Regions from separate parts of the Drosophila melanogaster genome. Here region 2 is linked to region 1. Evidence: chromatin contacts called from public Hi-C data. All regions are on one chromosome and are shown on one strand. Each heading gives the region's core, a stretch centred on a gene start, on an enhancer-like site or on the middle of the called end of the contact. The rest is flanking DNA. Distances are from core to core; before and after follow the strand shown.

Region 1 (6,470 bases), core at 3,499-5,998:
CATATATGTACGAGTAGTATTCGTATTCGCCCAACAAACTAGCAAATAAAATTGATTTTTTTCCCGTTGCTGCAACGCAACGGATTCTCAATTGCCAATAGAACCAACAAACAAACAAACAAGCAAACAAACAATCAAACAAAAAGCTTTGACCAGACGACTGTAGTTTCGCTTCGGGCGAACTGGTCATTGCAAATAACGAAAATATTTTCAAGTCATAGAGATGTGAGTTTTTGAGTGGGTGTAAGAAAAAAGGCACAAGAAACTCAAACTGCAAATTGATTGTATAAGCGATTTGTCGAGAATTTCGCAGAGAAGCCAGCGTCGTTCCAAAGATACATATTTTTACTCGATGCATGGAAAGCAATTCGATACGGAACAAAAGATTTGTTTACAGCCCACCGGCTAAAGTGAATCTGTTCGCATTCAAATGGAGTTGAAAGAAATATGGCTTTCGGATTTATTTTGGGCAGTCGAAATGAGGTAAACAAGATGATGGTGGTAGTGAAGTTTCTCTGGGGAATACAAAGTAATATCCACATTGGCTAGTAAAATCTTCACATTTTGATGCAAAGTGATGAAAATGGTTCTTTGGAAAACAAAAACCAAAGATGGAAAACATTTATCGCATTTCAGAGATAGCAGAAACCAGTTGCGCAATCAGAATCTTGTTGTATCTCAGGTACTTTTTTCCTCCGTGTGAAATTTGGGAAAATGGCTCAGCAATCCGTACATAACGAGGTGAGGAAAATGTGAGGGAAAACAGCGCAGTGAGGTCAGTTATGTCAAAACAGACAGCCAGCGATGTGCAGAAGCGAGTGGAGTGGCCATCAGGAGGTGGCCAAGCCTCAGCGGGCATAAGGGAAATTCGCGTAGAAAGAGTCAACTTATGGCCAGGCCAAAAGGCAAATTGCCTCTGAGCACGCTCTTTAACTTTGTTGGCCAGGCTGTAAAGTTAAAGCCGCCAGCGAGATGTGCGTTTGGCTTTCAGCGTTTAGCGCCGACAAAAAGGTGAACAGTCGCAAAGCAGGTCGTACGTACATGGCACATAGTAATGTCCCAGAGACTTGGTAATTTTATAATAGAGCTCTCGTCTTTCACCCGACACTGGGAGCCCACAAGGAGGAGCGCTTCATATGCGCACATTCGTATGCGGAGGCATTTTATGGCAGCATTACGTTCCCCCTCTTCCCCTTTACAGTGAAAACACAATAAGTGAGCTCACAAATTGTTGCACACACTGGCTGGCATGACACTTATTTGGGTTGACTACCTCGGTTAACTCGTTAAAATTGCTCAGAAGCTAAAACTCTCCAGGAAAATGCACTAGAAAATGTCTTAGCGAGAAGTCGGTCATCGGGAAAATGGTTCATTGCCGGCCAAATATAGACAAATCGGTGGAAAAATTTCAGAATTGGGAAGAAACTTTGCTCTTATAGATTAAGCGGGTCATTAAATCTTATAGTTTATAGTTCGTCGGTTGTTGCCAATTTGAATTCAAACAACGAAATTGGCAGCGAAACGCCCTGGCCACAACAACATAAATAACAATAGGGATGCTAAAAAAAAATGTTGTTATATCTACAGCAAGTCAGTTTGCAACCTGGTATTGATTTATAGGGTTTTCCCCTCTCAACTTTTAATTACTTTTGCGCACTGTTATTTGAAGAGGAGTTGCTTCTAGACTGCATCCTGCAAGCGCTAGAAATCCGTGACGTCAAAGCCAAGTTAACGGGCAAATAGACAGTGGGCCAGTTGACACAAACCCGCTTGGATGAACAATAAAAAGCGATTGTCAGCTAGAAACTGGAAATCAAATCGCTGAAAATTTAAGTGATCTTTTTTTCATCGCCACTTAATTGCACCCTAGTCACGTTCGGTTTGGGAACTTTACGCTGGGCGTGCTTGGGTTGCCTTGTGGATTACATGGATTATGGATTATAATTAAAGTGATCAGTGCGGCGATATATAATGGCTTAATTTCAGGGCAAATCGAGGGCCTTGTCACCGCGATGACAGCTACAGCTACATATATCTATATAGAGCTAAAGTTGTTCTGCCCCTTCGAATTGATTTACCATTTTGACACATTTATGATAATTTCGAGTAGGCTCGACGAATTTCGTGTGTCCCCACACGTATATATCAATTGGAACTTGTTAATTTGCCGAGCAGGTTCTGCCCCCCCCCCCCCCACTGACCCACCCCCTCAAGCAATCACTCAATCAATTAGAACCAGTTATTTGCCTGACTTTCAATCGGTGGTTATGGCTTAACCCCTTGGCCACATTTATTTAATTCGTTAAGACATTTCATATTGAGGTGACGTTGGCAATTGGCATTATGTTTGATTTAACACATTTAACAATTTGATGTGCTATAGTATATATAAATTGATATTTAAGTTTACGTGTTTCGTGGATAATAATAACTATTAATTAAATAAGAAAGGGGTAATGATATTCTATTGTATTGATGGACTTCCTTCCTTCAAACCCCTGTTTTTCTGAGCATTTTGAATTTGAATTTCTAGTAGTTTCATTTATGGCACATTAGTTATCCAAGGGTTAGGCATGGAACGGAAATGGAGCGAGCTTTTAGCCCAAAATGGCATCGATTTGAATCAAATTCGCTGTGGGCCAACTTCCGTTGGTCTTGGCATACCTTTCTCGATTTCAGAGTTTGTAATTCTCGTCTGCTCGATATCTCAGTTTTTTCAGTTTCAGTTTTGGTTTTCGGTTTCGGCTCTCGCGTTTGCCTACGTCACGGAGATGCTTTTTCTCGTTTTATCTTTGCTTTTGGCTGGCGGTTTAGCGCTGCTTGCTGGTTTTCACTGTGGATGTGTGTATAGCAGTTGGCATAATTGAATTAGAACTGTAGTTCACGAGAGAATTTTGCACAACGCATCGCGCGGGTGGAGGGGGTTGTTCGAATGGGAGGGGGGGGGGGGGCTGTGTTGTCCAAGTGGGGTCAACACATGTAAATGCGGTGTCAAAGCAAAATACACAAAGATCTTTAATGGCGAACGTGTGTGAGTGAGTGGGGCGCACTTTGGGGAATGGGAGAAGCGTAAGAATGTGAATGGGTAGAGAGAGAGGATGGGAAGATGAGTAAAAGGTGAGAGAGCGCAGCTGTTTTGATGGGGCTCTTTTCGCTGTTGCCTTTGCTCTATCTTTTGCTTCACTTCGGTTTGTTGATTCCTTTCATCTATTTTGCCTTTTTCCTCATTTAGGTAAGAGGAGTAAGATTAGGTAACTTGTGTCTATATGAACATAATTCTTAACACATTTTACTGCTTGACACACACACTTATCATAAATATGTATGTTTCAAACACACACACAGGCACACACACTCGGTGCGAGAGAGACACACACACGCACGCGGCACAAAATCGATATTCTAAAAATAATATAAGTAAAAAATATATATGCTCATACGAATTCTAACCGATTGCGTGCGTGTATTTGTGTGTGCGTGTGTGTGTGCGGGCTGGCTGGATTGCGAGCGTAATTACATATTTATTTATTTATTAAAACTTTTGAAACACCGAATTGCGTCTGGGGATTTAGCCGCTTACTGCGCACTTGAAAAATTTGCATTCGCCTTGGAAATTTGGCTTTAATTTTGCACTCGGCTTTGTTTAGTTGCCTTTTATTTCTCCTTCTTTATTCGGGCTTGGAATTTTCGCTGCAGAATTTATTAAAAACCGACTGCGTATGTGTGTATATAAAAGATTTCTATATCTTTTGCAACCGACGACGAAGGCGGCATACGGCAACTGTGGCGATATTTTTTTCCTTCGTCCGACTCTCGCGCTCTCTTTTCGTTTTCGGCTTGCTCTCTCTGGCACATGGGTATATACTATACGCGAGAGGGAGCAGGCACACACAAACGAAAAGCCTGCCTCCAATTGATTAGTATTAGTACTTCGAATAGTATTACTATTGTTATTGTTTTCATCTAGCTGACTTTCAATTGTTTGGTGCTGATATTTAGCTAGATTCCCCAGGTGCGATTACTCATTTGGCTTTTGTTTCGAGACCACTGTGCCAGATTTCTGGGTGAGAGCGTGGTGAGTTTCGTTTCAACTCACCACAGAAACTGTTGTTGCGCGTCGCGCTCTCTATTTAGGCGGCTCTCTCCCACACACGGTCACACTACAGTCCCAAAAATGAATGAAAATACCACAAAATACCATCCAACGCACGGGCACACCGGCGAACTGAAAGACGCCGCTGCTTTCAAGTTTTTCTCCCGTTTTTATTTCCTATCGAGGGCGATAACCAAACAAGGCTATCGTTATCGACCTCTCGCTCGCTCTGTATCCCTCCTTCCCTGTCGCACTCGCTCTCCTTTTGTGTGGCTAATTTTTTCCTTTTAGTCCTTTTTTCGGTTGCCTTCGTGCAGAAATTCCCTGCTTTATGTAATTTAGAACACAATGTTTGCGTTGCACTGTTGGCCGACTGCAGCTGAAAACCGCACAAAAAAAGCGACGCACACACACACCTTCGAGCATCCGGACTTCCAATTTGCACTGCTTTTCTAACAGTCTATCGCGCACGCACTGCCACAATTTCACCCGCTTATCGCGCCGCAATATGGGACGTTCGCTTTTCAATCGATTTTGGTAACCGGCAGGTGCGCTTTATGCGAGAATTACGAATTTTCTCCAGCGGCAACTAGAATCGTTCACACAGACACCGTAGAAGTGACGCCATCTTTGAAGCGATTAGTGTTGCAAAGCGCGTCTGCAAAAGTGCTGGCTACCAACTACGGTTGATAGGGATGAGGGCTATGGCTTGTTGACCGAAAATGATAAATGTTAACTATGCCAATATATTTTAGATTTTACTAATACGTTACAAAAATAAGAAAAGACTATGATAAAATTGTGTTTTAGCTTGGCTCATAAGTATTGATCCTTTATAAGCTATGGTCTTGCAGTGGCTAACATTTCTCAAATTAGGGCAACCATCTGATAAGATTTCTAATTCGAATTCTAATAAATGAATTTAAACTGCTTTTTCTTAAAGTTAAAAAAAAATTAGTTTTAAATCAAACGGCATGCATACATTAACCATCAAACAATGTAATTATATATATAATATTACCAATTGGGCTACTAAATATTGCTGATATGTAAGCTATGGTCATGAGGTAAAGGCATATTATTTATATAATTTTCATAGTATCTTTGTTGTAGGGGAAAAATAACAAGTAATTTAAAATTGTTCAATTGACTTAAAACAAAATATAACAGATATTATTTTTAAATCCAACGACATACCATATAAAGTTGGTATTTCTTTCTAATCTGCTTGGTATTCTCATCGACCCCAATCGGTCACACTGGTCGTGAATCAGAAACGCACTAATTAGTCAAAAAAACGGTACAAAAGATCGCTTAATTGCTGAAATTTCACCTGTCGCAGTTAAGTTTACCCACCAGCAGTTCAAAACCAGCCAGAGGCTAGCTAAAAACCCCAAAGATCGACCCCAAAACATCGCCGCAAAGTGGACAACTCCCAGTTTTCAGAGCACCTGCCCCTCAAAAAGGAGCATCGCGACAAAAAGGCGAGACTTCGCAGCAGAATGTCCTCGCTCTCTGCGTCCGCGGAGAATGTGTCCAGTTTGGGACTGGGATCGGGCGGAGGAGGAACTACTTCCCACGACGGCAACTCCCAGCAGGGTTCCGGATCCGACGGAGGATCCAGTATGTGCCTGGAACTGGCCCTCGAGGGTGAACGCCTCTGCAAGGCGGGTGACTGCCGGGCGGGCGTGGCCTTCTTCCAGGCGGCCATTCAGGCCGGAACCGAGGATCTTCGCACTCTGTCCGCCATCTACTCCCAGCTGGGCAACGCCTACTTCTACCTAGGCGACTACAACAAGGCGATGCAGTACCACAAACACGATCTTACGCTGGCCAAGAGCATGAACGACCGACTGGGCGAGGCCAAGTCCTCTGGCAATCTGGGCAACACCCTCAAGGTAATGGGTCGCTTCGACGAGGCGGCCATCTGTTGCGAGAGGCACCTAACGCTGGCCAGGCAGCTGGGAGATCGTCTGTCCGAGGGACGCGCTCTTTACAACCTAGGAAATGTCTACCACGCCAAGGGCAAGCACTTGGGTCAGAGAAACCCTGGAAAGTTCGGCGACGATGTCAAGGAGGCGCTCACCCGTGCCGTGGAGTTTTACCAGGAGAATCTGAAGCTCATGCGGGATCTGGGTGATCGTGGTGCTCAAGGTCGAGCTTGTGGTAATCTGGGAAATACCTACTACCTACTAGGCGATTTCCAAGCGGCCATTGAGCATCATCAGGAGCGACTGCGCATTGCCAGAGAGTTTGGTGATCGCGCGGCTGAGCGAAGGGCCAACAGTAATCTTGGCAACTCGCACATATTCCTGGGACAATTCGAGGACGCCGCCGAACACTACAAACGCACCTTGGCTTTGGCCGTTGAGTTGGG
Region 2 (6,777 bases), core at 3,137-5,636, 760 kb after region 1:
CGATGCACGCGGTCACACACACATACACAAGTTAAGGTTCAGATTGATTTGAATACGCACCAGAGGAGATTGAAATGGAAACAAGAATTGTATTTTATTCCGCTATCTCTCCCACTTCTTGTTTCGTACGTTTCGTATGTTCACTACGCACTTTCCGCTCCGCGTGTTAACACGTACACAAGTGTGTGTGTGCGTGCGTGTGTTGTTATTGTTGCTTTGCTTTTGCTTTTGCGGGTTTCCTTGCACACACACTTTCGCACCACTACGCACCTCGAATCACTGCCTCTCGCTCGCACTCACTCACGCGCTGCTGGGCAGAACGTTACGAATATTATTTATCGGGTTTTTTCGCAATTGCACACACACTCGCTGCGTTATTGGTTGCACCGTACTTGCGCCGTTCACTTGTCTTGTCAATTAACCGCAATTAGTCAATTAATTGGAGCATTATACCGCCGAAACGAAAATCAAAATCGGTTACCAGACATGTGGTTCTACGGGTCCAAAAGAAAAAGAGCAGGGTTGTTGTTCAATTCGTTTGCGTTGCGTTGCGATAGATATCGACCGATGTGATAGCTACGGTTAATAGAGATGTCCCAACCGGCTCGCAACTGATTTAATTTATTTAATGTTGTTTTTAAATATGATTTTGAAATATCTTCCAGAAAGAATTACTTTTCGAGAACAAACTTATTTTTTCCCCATTTACCACTTGATTTGAAATTGAAAATAGGACATTCAAATTTATGCGGCTTATCGATTTCACACTACTTAAGTGCTCGGAATATCATTTATTTTTATCAGAATTTATTTTTATTTAGTTTTATCAGAATTAAATATATATGTAATTTTTCTTTTTCTAAAATTTACAACGTGATTAACATAACGTAAGCAATAACGTGACGTGGCCCTCGTTTTTTAAACATTTGAAACAAATGTTTAATGTCAGATAAGCATTTTTTGTAAAGTGAGGTACATATAGATCTTTGTTTGGTTTTTCCCGTTTTCAAACAAATTTACTGGTTAAACATTTTCCAATCCATTTTTAATTGAAAGCAGCAAAACACTTTTAAAGAAAAACTGGAAATAATTATATTTCAATTGCACATTCACAAAAAGTAGTGGGTCCACAACACAAAGGGTCAGTACAGCTACAAATGTAGGGGTTAAACATATGTGGCTTCAGCCAGAAGGAGCACAAATGGGTTAAGGGTTCGGATTTTGATCCGACAAAATACCAGAAAATTTTAACTTAAGTGCTAGGGTTTGTTTTGTTTTTCTCAGGCAGATACTAAAATGGAATTCTTGAGACGGTGCGAGCCAGTTAGCCAGATAGTTGGGGCGCCTACTCCACGGTCACCGACTTGGCCAGGTTCCTGGGGCAGTCCACGTCGCAGCCGCGGAGCACGGCGATGTGGTAGGACAGCAGCTGGAGCGGAATCACCGTGAGCACGCCCTGCAGGCAGTCCACGGTCCTCGGGATCTGCAGCGAACGCGTGGAGAAGGACATGGTCTCGTTGTCGCCCTCCTCGCAGATTAGGATCGGTCTGCCCTTGCGGGACGTCACCTGCTGCAGTGCATTCATGCACTTGGTGTACACCGGATCCCGCAGCACGATCATCAGCACGGGCATCTCCTTGTCCACCAGGGCCAGTGGTCCGTGTTTCAGTTCTCCAGCCAGGATTCCTTCGCTGTGCATGTACGTCAGCTCCTTGACTTTCTGCAATGAGCAAGTTAATTGATTAAATTCAGCTCATGAAGCGTGGGACAAACATAATAATTAATTTAAGTGCACTTGGCAAATAAACAAGTTAAGTGAATTGTTGACATCGGTTATTTTCCATCATTACGTTCCCATGCATGCATTACGATGCATAAATGAGATTCGATTAAATTATAGCTCAAATTATCAAATGGATTACCAGTGCGCCCTCCAAACAGGTGGCGAAGTTGAAGCCCCTGCCCATAATGAGCAGCGACTTGTGCTCGTACAACTCCTTGGCAAGCTGCTGCACCTGCGAGTTCAGCTTGAGGACAGTCCTAATGTGCTCGTCCAGCTGCGATAGGCCATCGATGATCTCCAAGCGGCGCTGTTGCAGCGAGAGACGATCCTCCGACATGACCAAGGCGAACATAACCAGCGAAATGAACTGGGAGGTGTAGGCCTTCGTGGAGGCCACTCCGATCTCGGGTCCAGCGTTGATGTGGACGCCACAGTGCGACTCGCGGCAGATGCTGCTGCCCACCGTGTTGGTAACGCCCACGATGAGCGCTCCTCGCTGCTTGCAGTATCTGAGCGCCATCAGGGTGTCCGCTGTCTCGCCCGATTGGGAGATGAAGAAGCACACGTCGTCCCGGAAAATGGGCGTGTTTCTGTCCAGAAAATCGGAGGCCAGTTCCACCATAACGGGCAGTTCGGTCAGTTCCTCCAGCAGCTGCCTGGTGGCCACCGCACTGTGGTAGGATGTGCCGCACGCAATTAGCATCAAGCGGCGGCAGCGCTTGATCTCCGGTATGTACTCCTTGATGCCACCCAGAACCACGGTCTGCGTATCGAACCTCATCCTGCCGCGCATGGTGTTGACCACGGATTCCGGCTGCTCGAAGATCTCCTTCAGCATAAAGTAGTCGTAGTTGCCCTTCATGATCTGCTGGATCTCCATTTTCAGCGTGATGATCTCGCGGGCGTGCGGATCATCGGATGATTTGTTTAGGCGATGAATGCTGAGCGTGCCATCGCTCTTGACGGCGGCCACGTCGTCATCTTCCAGGTAAATCACCCGATTCGTGTGCTCTATAACAGCCGATGCGTCCGAGGCGAAGAAGTACTCCACTTCCTTGCGCTCCAGCGGTTGAAACTCGGCGTTGCAATCGCCGGGCGGCAATAGTTGATAGGCCTGCTGCTGCGGCTGACCATGTGGCCGATGGGCCTTGGCGTACAGGATGGGTATGTGATCGGTGGCCAGCTTGGTCTTGGCCTTGATGCCCACCAGAAGCGGTGAGCCTCGCCTGGAGGCCACGCACTCGCCCGGGAAGTGCTTCGACTTGAAGGCGATGGCGAAGGCGCCCTCCAGCTGCTGAATGGCCTGCTCCACGAGCTCGCCGAAAGTGTAGCCAGGATGCTGCTGCCACAGGTGGTGTACCAGCTTGGCAATCACCTCCGTGTCCGTGTCGGACTCAAATACATATCCGCGCTTCTCCAGCAGCGTCTTCACATCCTTGTAGTTGGTTATAATGCCATTGTGCACCACCACAAAGCTATTATCCTCATCGGATCGCTGCGGATGCGAGTTGACCTCGGAGGGCACACCGTGGGTGGCCCAGCGCGTGTGTGCTATGCCTATGTGGGTGTCGATGGGCAGCGAGTAGTCCTGGCCGCGACACACCTCCGCCACCGCATCCTCCAGCACCTTCACCTTCCCGGTGCGCTTCACCAGCATTATGGACTGTGCCTCGCCAGAGTTCAGCGCATCGATGGCTATGCCCGTGGAGTCGTAGCCGCGGTACTCCAGCCGCTTCAGTCCCTGCAACAGGAGATCCAGGACCTCCTGTCGCGACTTGGGCGTCAAGTAGTTTAGGTACGCGAATATGCCACACATTCTGAAATGCGATTGCTTTTGCTGAAATTTGCTGGTGATTCGTGGTTTTCCACGTCGCAATGTTAACTTTCCGGTCAGCTGAGGCTGATCTTACACTTCTGAGGCGGCTGCAATGCGATTGTCGTGTTTTTATCGCGACACTGGCTGGAATTTTTTTTGTTTTTCTCTGATAAACCAACCCAATTATTTGCTTTTTCGGCGAAAAGAACACGTCTTCGCCCTGCTCTCCCGCTCGCACGCACACACGCGCCGCTCTTGCGCTCTCGCTCACGCACACAGCTACAGCCACACGCGAGCTGCCATGTAAACATTGGCTTTGTGTGACCGTATTGCAGCCAGGGATGGAACGGTAATTTAATAAATTATTTTTTTACTATGTATTGAATAATATAATAAACTTTTAAAGCTATATACAAAGATGTTAACTGTGTAAATTGTCTGAAAAAGCTTAATATAATATGACCATAAAGGCCAGATCTCATTTCATAGTTGGTTTAAACGACATTCTGTTTTTCCCAAAAATATGAGCATTGAAGATAATATTTTCAACCCATGTTCTAAAGGTTTTGGAAGTTATACCAAAAAGCATAAAATGATTATTGGTTGCTGAGAGTAATCAATGGTGTATTTTGACTATATATAGCTCAAAGTTTACCGTTTATTTGAGCGTACATATGTATGTATTAACAAATTTAAGAAAATATATATATTAAAATTAATATATCGATACCCGAAAATATGCTAAGCATATTGCACATCGATATTTCTAACTGTATGTTTTTGACATCCCTAGTTCTGAGTAGAGCTGGCAACGCCGACATTGTGCAACTCGAAAACGGCGTGAAATACGTATTAAACAGCATTTATTGGCAGAAATCGGCGCATATAATGACGGTAAACAAACGCGACGCGGGTGCCACGCGACCGCGGTGCTTCTTTGACATTTCCCTGGGCGGCCTGGGCATGGGCCGCATTGTCTTCGAGCTCTTCAACGATGTGGCGCCCAAAACGGCCGAAAATTTCCGCGCACTCTGCACGGGCGAAAAGGGATTTGGCCTAATCACCGGCAAGAAGCTGCAGTACAAGGGTGTGATATTCCACCGGGTGGTCAAGGACTTCATGGTCCAGGCGGGCGACTTCTCTGCGGGCAACGGCACCGGCGGCGAGTCCATCTACGGCGGGACGTTCGAGGGTGAGTTCTTCCGGCTTCCGATTCGATGCCTGCATGCATACATACACGCTTGTGTGTGTGTGCTGCTGTTTGTGTGGGAAAAAATCAATACAGTGGTTATCTGATAAGAAGAACAGAAAACGAAAGGGAATATACAGGGTACTTAAAGTGCAATTAATAAAGAGTCAGTAGGGGGAGAAATGTAATAAAAACACTGTAAATACAGACACCCACATTTGGAGATTTAAAAACTTCCAGCCAATTACATCTAAACTGCACTACAATAATCTACTTAAGTTTAATCTTTGTCGAAAAAAATTAAAACGCTTTTGATATGCCAGCCAAAGTGTACAAATGCCCCATTTAAATGTCAAAAATAAATGTTTACTCAAGCGACTCAATTTAAATTTACATTTTGGCAAATATTTCCATTAGAAAGATAAGGGAATGGTGCACATCATACATCTACATATTGCTAATTATACGTTTGGGTGGAAAATGGGACAAATATGCAAATAGAAGCGGCTTTGGGAAATCCAATTACATGCGCATTAAAAAGTTATCTAGAAGATAACTTGAGTTGCTCATCTCTCTTGGGCTTTAAAGTAACATTTAAAGTGAATTTGGTTTAAACAATCCGATTCCTCTTTCCAGATGAGAGCTTCGAAAAGAAGCACGATCGTCCCTTCCTGCTGTCGATGGCCAACCGGGGCAAGAACACAAATGGCTCGCAGTTCTTTATGTAAGTGCTCTCGACGGAGGACCGTAACCGGCTGGTCCGGACTAACGTGGCCGTAAATTTAGTTTCAGTTCTGTTTCAGGCACCGATATTACAGCTAAACTCTCTTCGTCTTCTTTTTGATCTATACTTAAACCACTGTTGTTGTTCATTAATCTATTGCCATTTAGCCTTAGCCCGTGGGCGTTAAAGTGTGAGCTAGCGTCCCACTGACCAGCGGACAGATGCATCGCAATCTGTCCTCCATCGGCCGATGCACCGCCATCCCAGCATCCCTAGTGCATTTGGTCTGTGGGTCCAAAAACCAAGCGAAAGACGATGCAGGTCTTTCAGCTCCATGGTCTTTGGTCCCTGGGCCTGGGTCTCAGTGTGTGTCTCAATCTCTCTCTCTCTCGCTGTCGGCTCCTTGTGGATCTTTGCGGGAATCTTGGGCTGGATCCTCACGATGGATCTGCCAGATGACAATGTGCTGGCCATGGCCAGCGGCAGCGGCTCTTGCGGTTGGTGGCTTGCCAAAATCCTGTGTGCCACCTCTGCCTACACACCTAGAAACCTTTAAACTTTGTTGCACATGACATTGTCTCCGCCACAACCGACAACAATAACAACAACAACAACTGAAACAACAACAACAACACCGATTTCAACTACAACTGCCTACTGCAGCCCAACAACCAGTTAGCCAAAGTGTAAAGAATATTTTTCTCTTCTTCTGTTTCTCATTGTAGTACAACACAGCCTGCGCCACATTTGGACAAGTAAGTTAGCTTTGAACACGTTAAGTAGATCAACAGATTAATAGCGTCATATTTTCTCGTTGCAGTATCCATGTTGTATTCGGCCAAGTTATATCCGGTCAGGAGTTGGTGCGCCAATTGGAGGGCTTGCCTGTCGATCGGAACTCACGCCCGCTGCAGGATGCAGCCATTGCCAACTGCGGTGAACTAGTTAGACAGACAAAGGGTACGACTGTAATCCATTTTCGCATATCCATTATACTTGACATGCTTCTCGTCACATAGCCAAAAAGGAGAAGAAGCACAAGAGGCGCTCCACGGCCACCGAAGATTCAAACAGCGAGGAAAGTGAGGCTGAAGCAAAGGTCGTGCGCAAGGCCAAGAAGAAAAAACGCAGCCGCAAAGATACGAAGTCGCAAAGCGATAGCGAAGAGTATGTGATAGTGGTTGTTATTTTGTAATTTGTTTCATTTCATTTCGTTCGTACAGCAATGAAACAAGTCGCGGGAATGGAAAACATGACCAGACCCC

Evidence for each region. Hi-C and Micro-C count contacts between places; a contact is called where the count stands out from the background.
Region 2: a Hi-C map of the Kc167 cell line shows a contact between it and region 1, with 2.1 times the contacts expected there. The contact joins the promoter of Moca-cyp here to the promoter of wdb in region 1. A contact is called at or near these places in 2 of 107 Hi-C or Micro-C datasets (the Kc167 cell line and cellular blastoderm embryo).

What each region holds. Positions count from the first base shown.
Region 1 is chr3R:27,577,493-27,583,962 of dm6, forward strand. It overlaps wdb (widerborst), which reads right to left and starts at 4,749. Exons shown (of 9, transcript NM_170340.2): 1 at 4,097-4,749. pins (partner of inscuteable) reads left to right here and starts at 5,348. Exons shown (of 2, transcript NM_080260.4): 1 at 5,348-6,470. The coding sequence starts at 5,596.
Region 2 is chr3R:28,335,948-28,342,724 of dm6, forward strand. It overlaps Moca-cyp (Moca-cyp,), which reads left to right and starts at 4,387. Exons shown (of 8, transcript NM_170367.3): 1 at 4,387-4,791; 2 at 5,425-5,512; 3 at 6,238-6,267; 4 at 6,333-6,472; 5 at 6,532-6,679; 6 at 6,736-6,777. The coding sequence starts at 4,488. Gfat2 (Glutamine:fructose-6-phosphate aminotransferase 2) reads right to left here and starts at 3,818. Exons shown (of 2, transcript NM_143360.4): 1 at 1,923-3,818; 2 at 1,072-1,720. The coding sequence starts at 3,599. The coding sequence ends at 1,346. larp (La related protein) reads right to left here and starts at 493. Exons shown (of 7, transcript NM_170365.4): 1 at 61-493. It also overlaps asRNA:CR46104 and asRNA:CR46105.